2 separate regions of the Hordeum vulgare genome follow, and region 2 is linked to region 1. A link is a contact called in public Hi-C data. All regions are on one chromosome and are shown on one strand. The core of a region is the stretch at or near the end of the contact, and the rest is flanking DNA. Distances in the headings are between cores, read along the strand shown.

What was found. Hi-C and Micro-C count contacts between places; a contact is called where the count stands out from the background.
Region 2: a contact with region 1 is called in a Hi-C map of leaf, with 5 times the contacts expected there. The contact joins the promoter of LOC123449366 here to the promoter of LOC123449362 in region 1. A contact is called at or near these places in 2 of 6 Hi-C or Micro-C datasets (leaf and seedling).

The regions. Positions count from the first base shown.
Region 1 is chr4H:539,636,962-539,644,595 of MorexV3_pseudomolecules_assembly, forward strand. LOC123449362 (vesicle transport protein GOT1-like) reads right to left here and starts at 4,086. Exons shown (of 7, transcript XM_045126565.1): 1 at 3,938-4,086; 2 at 3,356-3,428; 3 at 2,328-2,419; 4 at 2,153-2,233; 5 at 1,979-2,076; 6 at 1,709-1,790; 7 at 1,139-1,611. The coding sequence starts at 3,386. The coding sequence ends at 1,573.
Region 2 is chr4H:540,255,768-540,262,549 of MorexV3_pseudomolecules_assembly, forward strand. LOC123449366 (alpha-L-fucosidase 2-like) reads left to right here and starts at 2,604. Exons shown (of 10, transcript XM_045126569.1): 1 at 2,604-3,010; 2 at 4,230-4,375; 3 at 4,455-5,386. The coding sequence starts at 2,773.

The DNA.
Region 1 (7,634 bases), core at 2,836-5,335:
TTGCTATCGGGGGCGTACCTCGACAGGTTGCGTGAGCTCTCCGGCAGCGATGACCGGATGCGCGCGATCTCCGCCCGCCTGTCAGTTCGAGAGGGCGGCGGTGGCACCGGGACTCTGCCGGCGCTCAGCCTCCATGACCCCGGCACTCGCATGTACGGTGACGCCGAATAGTCCGCCTCGTAAAGAAGGCGGGCCTCGTCCTCGCGGAGGTGACGACGGCGGCTGAAGCCATTGGCTACCACTGTGTCGCCGGGGAAGCGTCCGACCATCTTTTGGGGAGGAAAAGGGAGAGGAGGCGCCGGTGACGAAGGAGAGGAGAGTGCGTCGACGGGAGGGGTGTGTGGCCACCGACAGGGAAAGGGCACCTTATATAGCCACGAGTGAGAAGGCACGCGGAGCGGTGACGTGTGAACGCGTGGCAGGAACCTACGAGACGTGCGTCGCCGCGCCGCCCGTGAATCAATGGAAGGCTGACCAGCGACACAACCTTCCCATTGATTCCTACGGGAAACGAGACGTTGAGGACGACGACCGCGTGCGCTAGTCGCTGACTCGACGGGCCCAGAGATTTTTCGCGCCAAAGAAGTTTCCGCCGACGCCCCCGGGTGACCCCAGCGCGCTGGGTTCGGCCTGGGCCGCTGAGACCAATTTCGCCCAAGAACCTACGAGACGTGCGTCGCCGCACCGCCCGTGAATCAATGGAAGGCTGACCAGCGACACAACCTTCCCATTGATTCCTGCGGGTAACGAGACGTTGAGGACGACAACCGCGTGCGCTAGTCGCTGACTCGACGGGCCCAAAGATTTTTTGCGCCAAAGAAGTTTCCGCCGACGCCCCCCGGGTGACCCCAGCGCGCTGGGTTCGGCCTGGGGCCGCAGAGACCAATTTCGGCCATAACCGGCAAAAAGGGCTCCAAGGGGCGCGGCTGGGCCGTTTTTTCTCCGCCGGCGAAAAAAATGGCACGGAAGTGGGGGCTGTTGGGGGGCGTGGCTGGAGATGCTCTTAATACTGAATCATACGAGCACAATGCCACATTCAGGCAAGCAAAGACTCCTCATCAGAGCACAAATTCCTAAACTCACCAAAGAACAGAAAAGGGGAGAAAAAGAAAGAAAGAAAGGAAAAAGAACCACAAAGTTTGAAAGTTTGTATGAATCATGAATTAATTTCAGTTCCAGCACATATTTGCCTTTCTTCAAGCCATGAAGTGCGCACAAAAATAAAGCAAACACAAGGTCAAGACTTAAGAGACCAGAATATCTATATCGCAACATAAGTACAAAAGAGACAGAGAGCATTTAGCTTCTACTTCAACAGCATTGCTCTACAGCTACATATTTCAATATTTGAATCGTACGGGTTCGCTTATGAAGTTTCTTCAACCCATACCATGGGACAATTTGCATCTTGGTCTTTGATAAAACCATCCGGGGGTGTAATTTACAAAGGACAGTCGCCAGTGAGTAAACAGGTGAAGGGAAAGACCAGGATCGCATAACTACTTGCTGTTGTCCCCTGGGAAGGAAAAAACTTCAGCTGCTACATCATAAGAACCATGGTGCGGGAGGATACTACACCGGCACTCGTTTCCCTCTGTAACGGTCAAGGAACTGCAAACAAGGGAAATAAGACTGGTCAGAATATGAAACAGATCAAGCCTCATAACTCTCAGCAACAAAAGGAAAATGTCTGCTGTGAGGTCCATACCGATGTGACAAATGGCTGTTGAAAAATCCAGCCAAGGATAGGAATCCTTTGCAGGAAAACCGCAAGAGTTGGCCAGAATCCACTGCAATGGAATGCAAATCAGTGTCCATTACACATACAACTAAAATTGTTTTCAGAATAATGGATTTTCTAGTGAACGCATTGGTTTTGCAGATAACTGTCAGCATAGGATCGTACAACCTTTTCAGTTTTTGTCTAAAGATGAAATGGCAGGTTTTAATCAAGCGAGAAACAAAAAAAAAATCAAACCTGAAGAGTACAACAAAACCATATGCCTCTAAGAGCATGCCAAAGAAAGGCCATCCAATGAGAACCAGGAAAAAGCCTGCGCCAAATGAGATGGTACCCTGTTCATTACATCTGTTAATTATATGATGTAAATATTGATGGAGAAAAAGCAAAGCAATTTAGAGGTAGTCGAACCTTGTAATTCTTAGGCTTTGTGAAGAACTGCATAGTTGATTTCAGACCAATTGTCAAACCCAAACCTGACAGAAAGAGTATCTGAAAGAATACATGAGAAAAGGTTAACCATATGCATACCAGTTGATTCAGCTATTCAAAAGATCAAGGAGAAGATTGAGAAAAGGAAACTTACATTGCCCATAGCAATAAGGCCCTTGTCAAAGAAGAAAACGATTCCCAGGAAGGAGAAGAATACTCCAAAGCCTGTCAGACCTAGCCCAATCTCTGATGAACATAAAATGCATGTCTCGTTAATCATCGAGTGAGAAGAACACATTGTAGTCTAAGCTGCAAAGTACATAACACACTGTACCTAACAGTACTTGTAAAATGTTACTAAAGCAACAAGCATACAGCATCAACGGGTCAAAATACCAGAAAACATCCTAATTACTATGCTTGGAATTTAAAGGGTTGCGCTGCCCACAGCTAAAAAATCCTGACAGCAGATCATTCACCTGTAGCGAACAAGAACAATGGCGTCACCAGTAGCCAATCGGAGGCTGGAACAGACCATGGAGCTGGTACCATGTATAGTGCTCGGTATAAAAATACTGTTCCTAAATAATCCAAGTACCATTACCCCAAGGAAAAATCTACACTAACTCTCATCTTATAATTTCACTCTTCCTACAAGGCAGACCCAAATGGTATGATTCTGTCCTAGAGTTCCATATACTGGTCCAGCTCAGTTGCAAGTAGCTATATGGTGCTAAACTGCCAGGGTAGGGTCAGGGTAATGCACAATCTAATATCATACCTACACAATTCTGGAAATGAAATACAATAAACCTCTGATATATCATAGCTGATTGGGATATTAATAAATATTTGTTGGGAGATATGACATAGAGGGTACGTTCCGACACTTCCAGCCTGATAATACAACAAGTTAGATGATTGGAAAAGCAGCAAACTATGTACCACAAGCATGATGAATAAGCTAGCCTTCAGAAGAAATAGAATGCCCGGGACTAAGTAAATTTGCAGTAGTTGTATCATTTGGTGGCATAGTTGGAATTTGGTAACACATGAAGCAGAAACAGATAAGAAAAGCTAGATCAGTTCAACTTCTAGTGCCTAGCGCAAGTTATTATTGTTACAGTCAGAAACAAATGAAACATACAAGACAAGTTGACAAGAATGGTGCCAGGCCCATACTCTTAAGATCATTCATCTCAAAGGACACCATCTTAGACGGCACCGGTGGAGAAGAGCACGCGAAGTCCTGCAACTGCAAACATATAAATATTAGCCAAAACTTTGTGCAAAAGAAACAGGACCGTCAGTAAAACTTAACAGAGCTCCCGAAGTGCACAGAACCCTAAGTCAACAGGATCAGCTATCGCCATAAGTTTCAAATCTAGAGACAACATGGCATCTCGGTGGCTCAGTGCAGATCAGCAACCCGAGGAACATGAAACAGACTAACCCAATAAACGGAACAGCACGGAATTTTGCGCCGGAAGATGGCGTCGGGAAACACTTCTAAGGGGGTAGTATGATAAACTAAGACGAACTAGCCTAAGCGAAACGCCGGTCCAATTCAAATCGAGCGGACGAAATCTCAGAATTTCGACAAGAAAATCCAGACCTACACACGAACAGCCCCCAAATGACCCCGCCGCGGTGCCGAATCGCAGATCGCCACCACCCCAAAGCCACAGATGGCACCTAATCGAGGGGACGCATCACAGACGCGGAGGCGACCGAGTAGGGCGAGAAATAGAGGACGAACCGTACTGCAGAGGCAGCGCCGGCGACGGGGAAGGCGGCGAGGGGCCGGCGAGTCAGCGGCGGTTGTCCGGAGGAGTGGGGCGGGGATCTCGGGCCTGCGGAGATGGGCTCTACGCCTGTGTGCTTTTTTTCTGTTCGGGAATGGAGATACCGAGATGGAGAACGGGAAGAATGTGATTTACTTCTGTGACTCTGGCCCTTGTGTACACGTGTACTGTGGTGTTTTGAACCATCCGATGGAGAATCTACGGTGTATCAGGGCGGATGGGAAAATGTGCGGATATTTTGTACGTGACGCCTCTCAACTCTTAAAATTTACTATCATGTCCAACTGAGCTAAAGCTTAACGTATAGCATAGTACATTCTCCGCCCGGAAATAACTGCCGTCCGGAGTATTCTATTGGTTTCTCTAAATAATGTGGAATACATAAGAAAAGCCAACTTATCTATAAATGTAAGTCCTTAAATCCTTTATTAAGCACTCTTTAACGGAGCAATTTCAAAATAGGACACGCACCAATAGCACTACATTATGTTTCTTCCCTACATAATATACTCCCTCCATCCATATATAGGACCTAATGCATTTTTCGAGATTGCATTTGACTATTGATAAGATTAATAGTATATGAAATGTATAATGTGAAAGTTATATTATTGAAAGCTCCTTTCACGTAGGAATTTGAAGATATGCTTTGTGTAACTTGCATGTCATATATTATTACTCTAACATATGATTAAAGTTGGCTTCGAAAAACGCATTCGGCCCTATATATGGATAGAGGGAGTAGACATTTTCCATCGGTAAGATTATGATACCTCTGATTAACAAGAATGTTTGTTGTACTTTTTGTGTTTACAAAAACGTTGTCAACATTAAACCCTATTTGGATATTTGAATCGATCAATTAAAGACGAAAATTAAAGTTGACAAAAAACAGCTTCTTCGTGTGTGATTTGGTTGTCCGCACAATCCAAACATCAATAGCATGAGACCTAATTCATGGACCAAACTTCACCATAGGTAAAAAGCACCAAACAATTTTCTCTCGCACAAATCATGAATCCTGCATACGACAAACTCATGAAATGTACCAGAAATTATATTTAAAAATAAAGGAAAATTTGTAAACTTTGATGACACACGTGGACTTTTATTATCAATTACGATTGTTTTTTATCATTCACATTTCAATCCTCGCTAACACAGTGTGAAATATTTGATATTTAGATTAACTTACACAATGTGGCACCCCCAATGCTAATATCCTAAGGTTAGACGTTGGTTGGATGGTGAAAGGAGCATGGTGGCTCGGGAAGGGGAAGGAGGGAGGGGCTGCAAATTAAAACATAGGGCCAATATTATCAAGTTTATCACGAGTTCATCATCATATATACATATAGTTCATCATCATACTAGCTCGTCACATCCAAAATCATATGCAACATAGTAGGTATGAAGTTTAGCCTTGCAAATGCACAATCAAACAAAACCAAAGATGCTCAAATGACATTGAGTCATGGATAAATCAATCAACATCCATGTTGTTGCAATGACATGTTGGGGAACGCTGCATGGGAAACAAAAAAATTCCTACGCACACGCAAGACCTATCCATGGTGATGAACATCTATGAGAGGGGAGAGTGTATCTACATACCCTTGTAGATCGCTAAGCGGAAGCGTATATAACGTGGTTGATGTAGTGGAACATCTTTGTGATCCAAATCGCAGCCCGTCCCACGATCTCACCACGATACGTCCTGCGATCCCATCACGATCCATCCCGATGTAGTGTCGAACGGACGGCACCTCCGCGTTCAGCACACGTATGGCTCGATGACGATCATGACCTTCTAGATCCAGCAAGAGGGGTGGAGATGTAGATGAGTTCTCCAGCACGAAGGCGTGGTGGTGGTGGTGGTGAACTGATCCAGCTGGGCTTCGCAAAGCTATGCCGAACTAATCTAGACGAAAGAGATGATCTATGGAGGAGAGGGCAACACGTGGTTTTCTCGGGTGAAGTTTGCCCTCAAAACCTTGATACGTCTCGAGCGTATCTATAATTTATGAAGTATTCATGCCATGTTTACAATAATTCTATATGATTTTGGTATGATTTTATTAGAACTAACCCGGACTGATGTTGTTTTCAGCACAACTACCATGGTGCCGTTTTTTGTGCATAAATAAAAGTTCTCAGAATGGGCTGAAAATTTACGTTGATTTTTTTGGACCAAAAGAGAGCCCCGAAGCACCAGAGCTCGGCCAGGAAGTGGATGAGGAAGCCACAAACCTGTTGGGCGCGGCCACCCCCTAGGTCGCGCCCCCCGGGCTTGTGACTTCCTCGGGAACCTTCCTGGCGTGAAACGATGCAAAAAATCCTATAAATTCAAAAAACCCAAAAAGAAACCTAGACCGCGAGTTTTGCCGCCGCAAACCTCCAGAGCCATGAAAAAGCAATCAGGAGCCCATTTCGGCACCCTGCCGGAGGGGGAAACCATCACCGGAGTCAATCTTCATCATCCCGGCGGTCTCCATGACTAGTAGGGAGTAGTTCACCCTCGAGGCTGAGGGTATGTACCAGTAGTTATGTGTTTGATCTCTCTCTCTCTCTCTCTCTCTCGTGTTCTTGAGATGGCACGATCTTGATGTATCGCGAGCTTTATTAATATAGATGAACCATATGGAGTTTTCCCCTCTCTATGTTCTTGTGATGAATTGAGTTTTCCCTTTGAAGTTTTCTTATCGGATTGAGTCTTTAAGGATTTGAGAACACTTGATGTATGTGTTGGTGATCAACTTGCGGGTTCCGTGACCTTGGGAATCTATGCATAGGGGTTGGCACATGTTTTCGTCTTGACTTTCCGGTAGAAACTTTGTGGCACTCTTTGAAGTTCTTTGTGTTGGATTGAACATGATTAATCTCAAATTATGTGATGCATATCGTATAATCATGCCCATGGGTACTTGTGGTGAAATTGGAGTATCTAGGTGACATTAGGGTTTTGGTTGATGTGTATCTTAAGGTGTTATTTTAGTACGAACTCTAGGGCTGTTCGTGACACTTATAGGGATAGCTCATAAGATTGATCAGAAAAGATAACTTTGAGGTGGCTTCGTACCCTACAAGAATTTCTTCGTTTGTTCTACGCTATTTGTGACTTTGGAGTGAACTATTTGTCACATGCAAGGGATTTATATATGATTCAACTATGTTAATATTGTTGAGAGAACTTGCACTAGTGAAAGTATGGACCCTAGGCCTTGTTCCCAATCATTTATACAATGTTTTGCCCGTTGTTTACTATTTGTTACCTTGGTGCCTTTTATATTTTCAGATTACAAAAACCTATATCTACCATCCATATTACACTTGTATCACCATCTCTTCGCCGAACTAGTGCACCAATACAATTTACCATTGTATTGGGTGTGTTGGGGACACAAGAGACTCTTTGTTATTTGATTGCAGGGTTGCTTGAGAGAGACCATCTTCATCCTATGCCTCCCACGGATTGATAAACCTTAGGTCATCCACTTAAGGGAAACTTGCTATTGTCTTACAAAACTCTGCGCTTGGAGGCCCAACACGAGTCTACAAGAAGAAGGTTGTGTAGTAGACATCAAACCTCCACTATATATAGGAGGAATAGGAGGGAGGGCTGCCTTGCCTCCTCCTCCAAGAGGAGAGGTTCGGCC
Region 2 (6,782 bases), core at 1,354-3,853, 620 kb after region 1:
CCCCCCCCCCCCGTCTTAGAGGGAATGATCTTAGTTTTGGAATATTTGTGGTTCTTCATAGTAAAGAAATTAACTCCCAAACGAACTTAATAAATAGAGCTAGGCTCCCCAACAACGGCGGTAGAGATAGTCTTGATGACCCACAAGTATGGGGGGTCGCATCAGTCTTCGAGGGTAGTATTTCACCCAAATATATTGATTCGACATAAGGGGAGCCAAAGAATATTTAGAAGCTCTAGCAGTGGATTTGTCAATTCAACCACACTCAAGAATCACGTTCTTGCAACAATTTATTAGTAGCACAATAATATGATAACAGTGATAGCAAAGTAACAATAGCAGTAATAACAGTAATACTAGATTTGTAACAAGCAGAGTAATGGTAACTTGAGCAAAGACAAAATATTAAAGTGTAGTCATGGAGTAGTGATGGATATTCATATGAGATTCATATGTAACAGTCACAGCCTAGAGCGACACACGATAGCTCCAATTCATCAATAATATGTAGGCATGTATTCCGTATATAGTCATACTTGCTTGCGGTAAGAACTTGCATAACATCCTTTGTCCTACCCTTCCGTGGCAGCGGGGTCCTAATGGAAAATTCGGGTAATTAAGCGCTCATTTTAATAAAGAACCGGAACAAGCATTAACACATAGTGAATAGATGAACTCCTTAAGTTAAAATCGCCCCCCTCGATATCCCAATTCATGGTTACCTTGGGGATCTAAGGTTCGGAATGATAACAAGTGCATACAACTTGCAGGTAATATCAAGAACTCAAATATACTCCTGAAAACATAACATGTTCAGATGTGAAATCATGGCACTCGGGCCCTAGTGACAAGCATTAACCATAGCAAAGTCATAGCAAAATCAATCTCAGAATATAGTGGATACTAGGGATCAAGTCCTAACAAACTGACATGATTACATATGAAATATCATCCAACTCCATCTACCTCTAGTACACCTACAAAGAAATTACTCACGCGTGATTGTGAGCATCATAAAATTGTCGATGAGGAAGGGTTGATGACGATGATGGCGACGAATCCATCTCTCTCGAGCCATGAACGGACTCTATATTAGGGCTCCCAACAAAGAACGGGAGGTGGAGGCGAGGCCATATCATAAAACGTGATAAAAGTTTCTCTCCAACCTTTTTCTTGGGAAGGCAGAATTTATAGCGTTGGAGTTAGGTCATACGGAGGTCAGTGGGGGGCATACCTAGGTGGCGCGACCTAGGGGGTGGCAATGCCACCAGCTCATGTGGTCACCCACTGGCTCCTTTCCGGTGACATCTGGCTCCATTTATTTATTTATTCCAAAACAATTCTTCGTAAACTTCCATGCAAATCTGAAAACCTTTTATTTCTGCACAAAAAACAACACCAATGTAGTTCTACTTAAAGCAACGTCTACACAACGTCGACCCGGAGTTAGTTTCAGTCAAATCATGCAAATTAGGGGTAAAACAAGAACAAAAGTGTATGAAAGGTAGATATGATGGAGGTGTATCGCAAATGTCCGCCCACCGTCGGCGCCATATGGGTGATCAACTCCTCAAAGTGGCGATAAAGGAGTCTGACCACGCCGCCCATGCCCTCTCATACAATGTCCCATGTGTTTTCACACAATGTCATTGCATGAGTGTGTCCACGATCAGCTGTCACCGCCAGATGGACGATTCCCAGTGAGGCACCATACGGAGGCAGCCGAGCAACTGCGTCGGGAACGCATTGTCGCGGCCCAAAGGGCTGCCGCGGCCCTCAGAGGCCTTCCATCGTTGGAAGGACAACAATGTCAACATCGACGGAGGGAACGATGACGAAGGTGCCATCGGCCTCAGGGGACATGCCTACAAGGTCACCTTTCATAACTCACTTAATTTAATTTAGGTTTAATTTAAAAAAATTCAATTTATTGCACTTTTTTAAATTTGATCCTTTTAATTATAAATATATCAAAATTTCAAAAAAAACTGAATTTCATCTATCTTTTTAAATTGTTCATTTGAACTAGTGCGAATAGTATGAATATTTGATACAGTTTGTTGGACGGTCGTCTCTCGTTATCAACCGCTTTGAAGTTATCTTTACTTCATAATAATTGAATGGTTGGCTATCGTTATCAACCGTTATGGAGTTACCTTTACTTCATTATGGTTGGATGACCGGCTCTCGCTTTCAACCGCGTTGGAGCCGGAGAAGAGTGGCGTTGGAGAGACCGGGCTCCATGAAGTCTGTTTTACAAAAAGAAATACTTAAATGCTTCAAAAAATATTAATTTTTTGTATATAAATATACATACGCATGGTAGGTAAGTATGTAAAAAGTTTCATTAGGTAATTCAACTATTTGCCTGCTACATAAAAAAGATAAATATCTGGCCTAAATAGAACAATGATAAAACCCATTTTAATCTGTATATTTCCTTTTTGTATACATTATATGAAAGCATATATGCTCGTGAAAATTTATACATGTGTACTATGAATACACACACACATATATATATATATATACCGAGCTGTGTGAAGCTCGCTAATGCAGTGCTTTTTCGGTTGGAGGTGCCCTTACTCCAGGATGATTGATGGCGCACTACTAGATCCGCGGCAGTTGCCTTCACTCCACGATGATTGGTGGCACACTCCAATACAAAATCCGATGTCCGCGTCGCCTGTCCCGTGACCGCTTGCTTGCAGCTGCACAACTTGCTACTCTCAGTCACAGTCCTCGTTCCTCCCGAGCCAGCTGTTTTCCCCCATGGCCGGCGATGGCGGCAGCGACCGCGACGCCGGCGGCGAGTGGATCTGGGTGCGCCGACCGCAGGAAGCGGAAGCTGCGGCTGCGGCGGCTGGGTGGCCGGCCGAGGAGGCGCGGCCTCTGAAGGTGGTGTTCGCGTCCCCGGCGAGGTACTTCACCGACGCGGCGCCGATCGGGAACGGCCGTCTCGGCGCCTTGGTCTGGGGCGGCGTCACCTCCGAGAAGCTCCAGCTCAACCGTAATTAACAGCCCCTCCTTCCCCCTCTTCTGAAGGTTTAATCACTCTGCCATAATATTATCCCCAAATTCAGTTAAAATCTTCTTGGGGTTTGTGGTCGGGAAAGAAGCGCTTCGTTCCAGCCCGGGAATCGAATTCACCCAGAAGCACCACAGCAATCAAAACGCTCTTAGCAGATGATGATTTAGAGCCTCGATTTTAAAACTATGATATCTTGAAAAAATTTCGATTTTAAAACAAATGTATGTTCACTACAGTGCCAACCTGCGCAGCTTTTCCTACTCACATTACCTCCTCCCACGCGCGGTCATGCTCATGCCATCAGTGAGAGCACGCTTGAGACAGAAAACGAAATGGCTGAAATTTAACGGACAGAAATTTAACGAATGGACCATGGTTGCTTCAGTGTGTTGTTAGATGAGGGGAAATTGATGGCGGGAGCGTGTCCAACACAAGCATTTTCTCGACCGGTTGATGGAGATGTCAGTGAATGCACTCCACAAACTACGAAGTACAGTGACGAAGTAAAAGTATAACACATCATAAAGCTTTCAAGGCTTGTGAGTGGTGACAGGCCTCAGCCTGTCCTTGTAATCTTTTTTAAGGACTGTCTTTGATAAAAAATATTCAGATGGGATCCTTCCCCCCCTGGTGAAAGATGCAGCCACGTATCTATCTTCTGTGTTGTGTTCTATGTAAGATATATTGATAAATACTAATCTCTTTCACATCATTACATCACTGGTGGTCTGGTCTCTGGTGGATATAGGTTCTGGTAGACTATATGTTTGAACTGAATAGGTATATGCATATCAAAATGAAATGGGAAAAAGGCCACATGTGGGTATTTTTCTATTTGAATCCATCATCACTGTAGTATGATTTGAAGTTCTGACTACACTGCCCGAATGTGTGCATGGTTTCACAGATCCATCACACCAGGATTTGTCTTTACACTTTATAAATAAAATGGTAGGGATCATATTTATTGATCTTGCGTGTGTTCTGCAAAAGTACAATGAGATCATTTTGTACCACTTCCCTGAATTGATGATCTGGTAATAGGAAGCTTTTCTTTCATTCTTCTGTTACTGTTTGAAGGATATCAGTCCTTTTTGTCTCCTTTTGCATACATCCACCCATATTGGCCTTCTTTCAAAATTACTTATCTGTTTATTTTTGTAGAGTTTATTGCTTCATATCAAAACTGTTGATGCAGATGATACATTATGGACGGGCGGACCTGGTAATTATACAAACCCCAAAGCACCTACTGTTCTTTCTGAAGTAAGGAGCCTTGTTGACAAGGGACTGTATCCTGAAGCTACAGCTGTTGCTTATGGTCTGTCTGGTGACGAGACGCAGGTACACACTTTATTTTAGGTTGATGGAAGAGTTGTGCTGCCATATCGACGTTGAAACATTGCTTATGTTTTAACTGTAGAGTTACCAGCCTCTCGGTGATATTGATCTTGCCTTTGGTGAGCATATCAAGTATACAAATTATACAAGATACCTTGATTTGGAATCTGCGACAGTTAATGTCACATACAGTGTTGGGGAAGTAGTGTACTCAAGGGAACACTTCTCCTCAAATCCACATCAAGTAATTGCGACTAAAATCTCTGCAAACAAACCAGGAGCTGTCTCCTGTACAGTATCTTTAGCTACACCACTAGATCACCGGATTCGTGTAACAGATGCAAATGAAATAATCATGGAGGGTAGCTGCCCAGGAGAAAAGCCCGCGGGAGATGGCAATGCATCTGATCATCCTCCAGGAATGAGATTTTGTGCAATTCTCTACCTGCTGATGAGTGGTGCCAATGGCCAAGTGCAAGTATTAAATGATAAGATGCTGAAACTTGATGGTGCCGACTCAGCAGTTTTGCTCCTTGCTGCTGCAACCTCATTTGAAGGGCCATTTGTCAAGCCTACTGAATCGACACTTGATCCAGTGGCATCAGCATTCACAACATTAAATATGGCTAGGAGCATGTCATATGCACAGCTAAAAGCTTATCACATGGATGATTACCAGAGTCTTTTCCAGCGCGTGTCCTTGCAACTTTCACGAAGCTCTAATGATGTACTTGGAGGTAGCACTTTGGCCCACTTACCTGAGAATATCTCTCAGGATACTGCGGTATCTGATTGCACTGTACAGATGGTTGACTGCTCAAGGTTAAACGAGCTTAATAATTCAGAGAAGCCTACTGTGGACAGAATTATAAGCTTTAGACATGATGAAGATCCTTCTCTGGTAGAACTTCTGTTTCAGTTTGGGCGCTATCTACTCATTTCTTGTTCGAGGCCTGGAACTCAGGTTTCCAATCTGCAAGGAATATGGAACAACGAGACTAATGCACCATGGGGGTATGTTTTTACAACATATCTTGTCTTGTTTTGTTGCTTATACCAGTTATATATCTTGGGGTATTATTTTTTAGACTATTAAATATAAAAACGGCTGCAACTGTTCTTTTGAGCCACACTTTGTAGAACCTGTGTATTCAGAGCATACGACATTTAAATAACATCCTAATGGGGTCACAAACGATCAACTCTGTGAAATGGATTGTCCTTGCATGCAGTCCAGTGTTACATGATGATTTTTGCTATGGCAAGCAATAAATTTTAGAAGATTGAAAAGTCTCATAACAATTTGTAGCTCTTCTGCATCAAAATGAGGAAAATATAAGGGGCAAACATGACAAGTGGCCCTTTCTCTTAATATGTTTTAAAACTATCATGTAGAAGTTAATCTAACTTGCACATTTTACAAGTTAAGACTAGGCTTTTCTTTTGAACTGAAGAGGCTGGTCTTTGGCTTCAGTTTTAAGGTTTAAAGCTGTATTCATTTTTCTGTAGATTAATTAAGGATTCTCGTGTACACACATTGTGATCCTATTACTTGCTAAAGTAACACACATTTGACCTGTCCGATGCAAAGACACAGAAGTAATTGAGGCCAACATTTTGTGTATCCAGTTGGTGTTAATACATACTCCCTCCGTTCCTAAATATAAGTCTTTGTAGAGATTTCACTAGTGGACCACATACGGATGTATATAGACATATTTTAGAGTGTACATTCAATCATTTTGCTCCGTATGTAGACACATAGTGAAATCGCTTAAAAGACTTATATTTAGGAACGGAGGGAGTACATGCATGCTCATTCCCTTAAACACATTGGATAATCAGTTACCAAACAACCATATTGGTTAACGCTGATATTCCCATTATTTTTATGTTATATTAGGCACATGGATTGACACAGCCAAAGAAAAAAATAGCGCGCTAAAACGCCGCTATAGCGCGCTAATAGCGTATTTGAAAACTAAACGCTACGCTATGCATATTTCACTCGCTACTGCGCTATTCGCGCTAAATACGGCAATTTCGCGCTATAGCGCGTATCGGCGCTATTTTTTCGGCGCGGCGCTATTTTTTCAGACGAATTTTTCATCAGCCCACTATCGACGTGATGATGAGCTGCAATCTGCGGGTTCTTCTTCTGATTCGGATGATGATGCCATGGCAGCGAGTTCATCTGATTCTGATTGAGCTTATGCATTGCTGTTGGCTGGCTCCTAAAGTCCTAAGTCCTTATTTCTGCTATTCTGGACCTTGCTTGTTGGCTGTTTAATTTATCTGTCTACTTTGTTTGTCTGAAATCTCGATGTATGAACTATTGAACTCTGAACAATGCTATATGCCTATATCTGGACCATGCTTTGCTATCTGAGCAATGGTTTAGCCTTGGTTT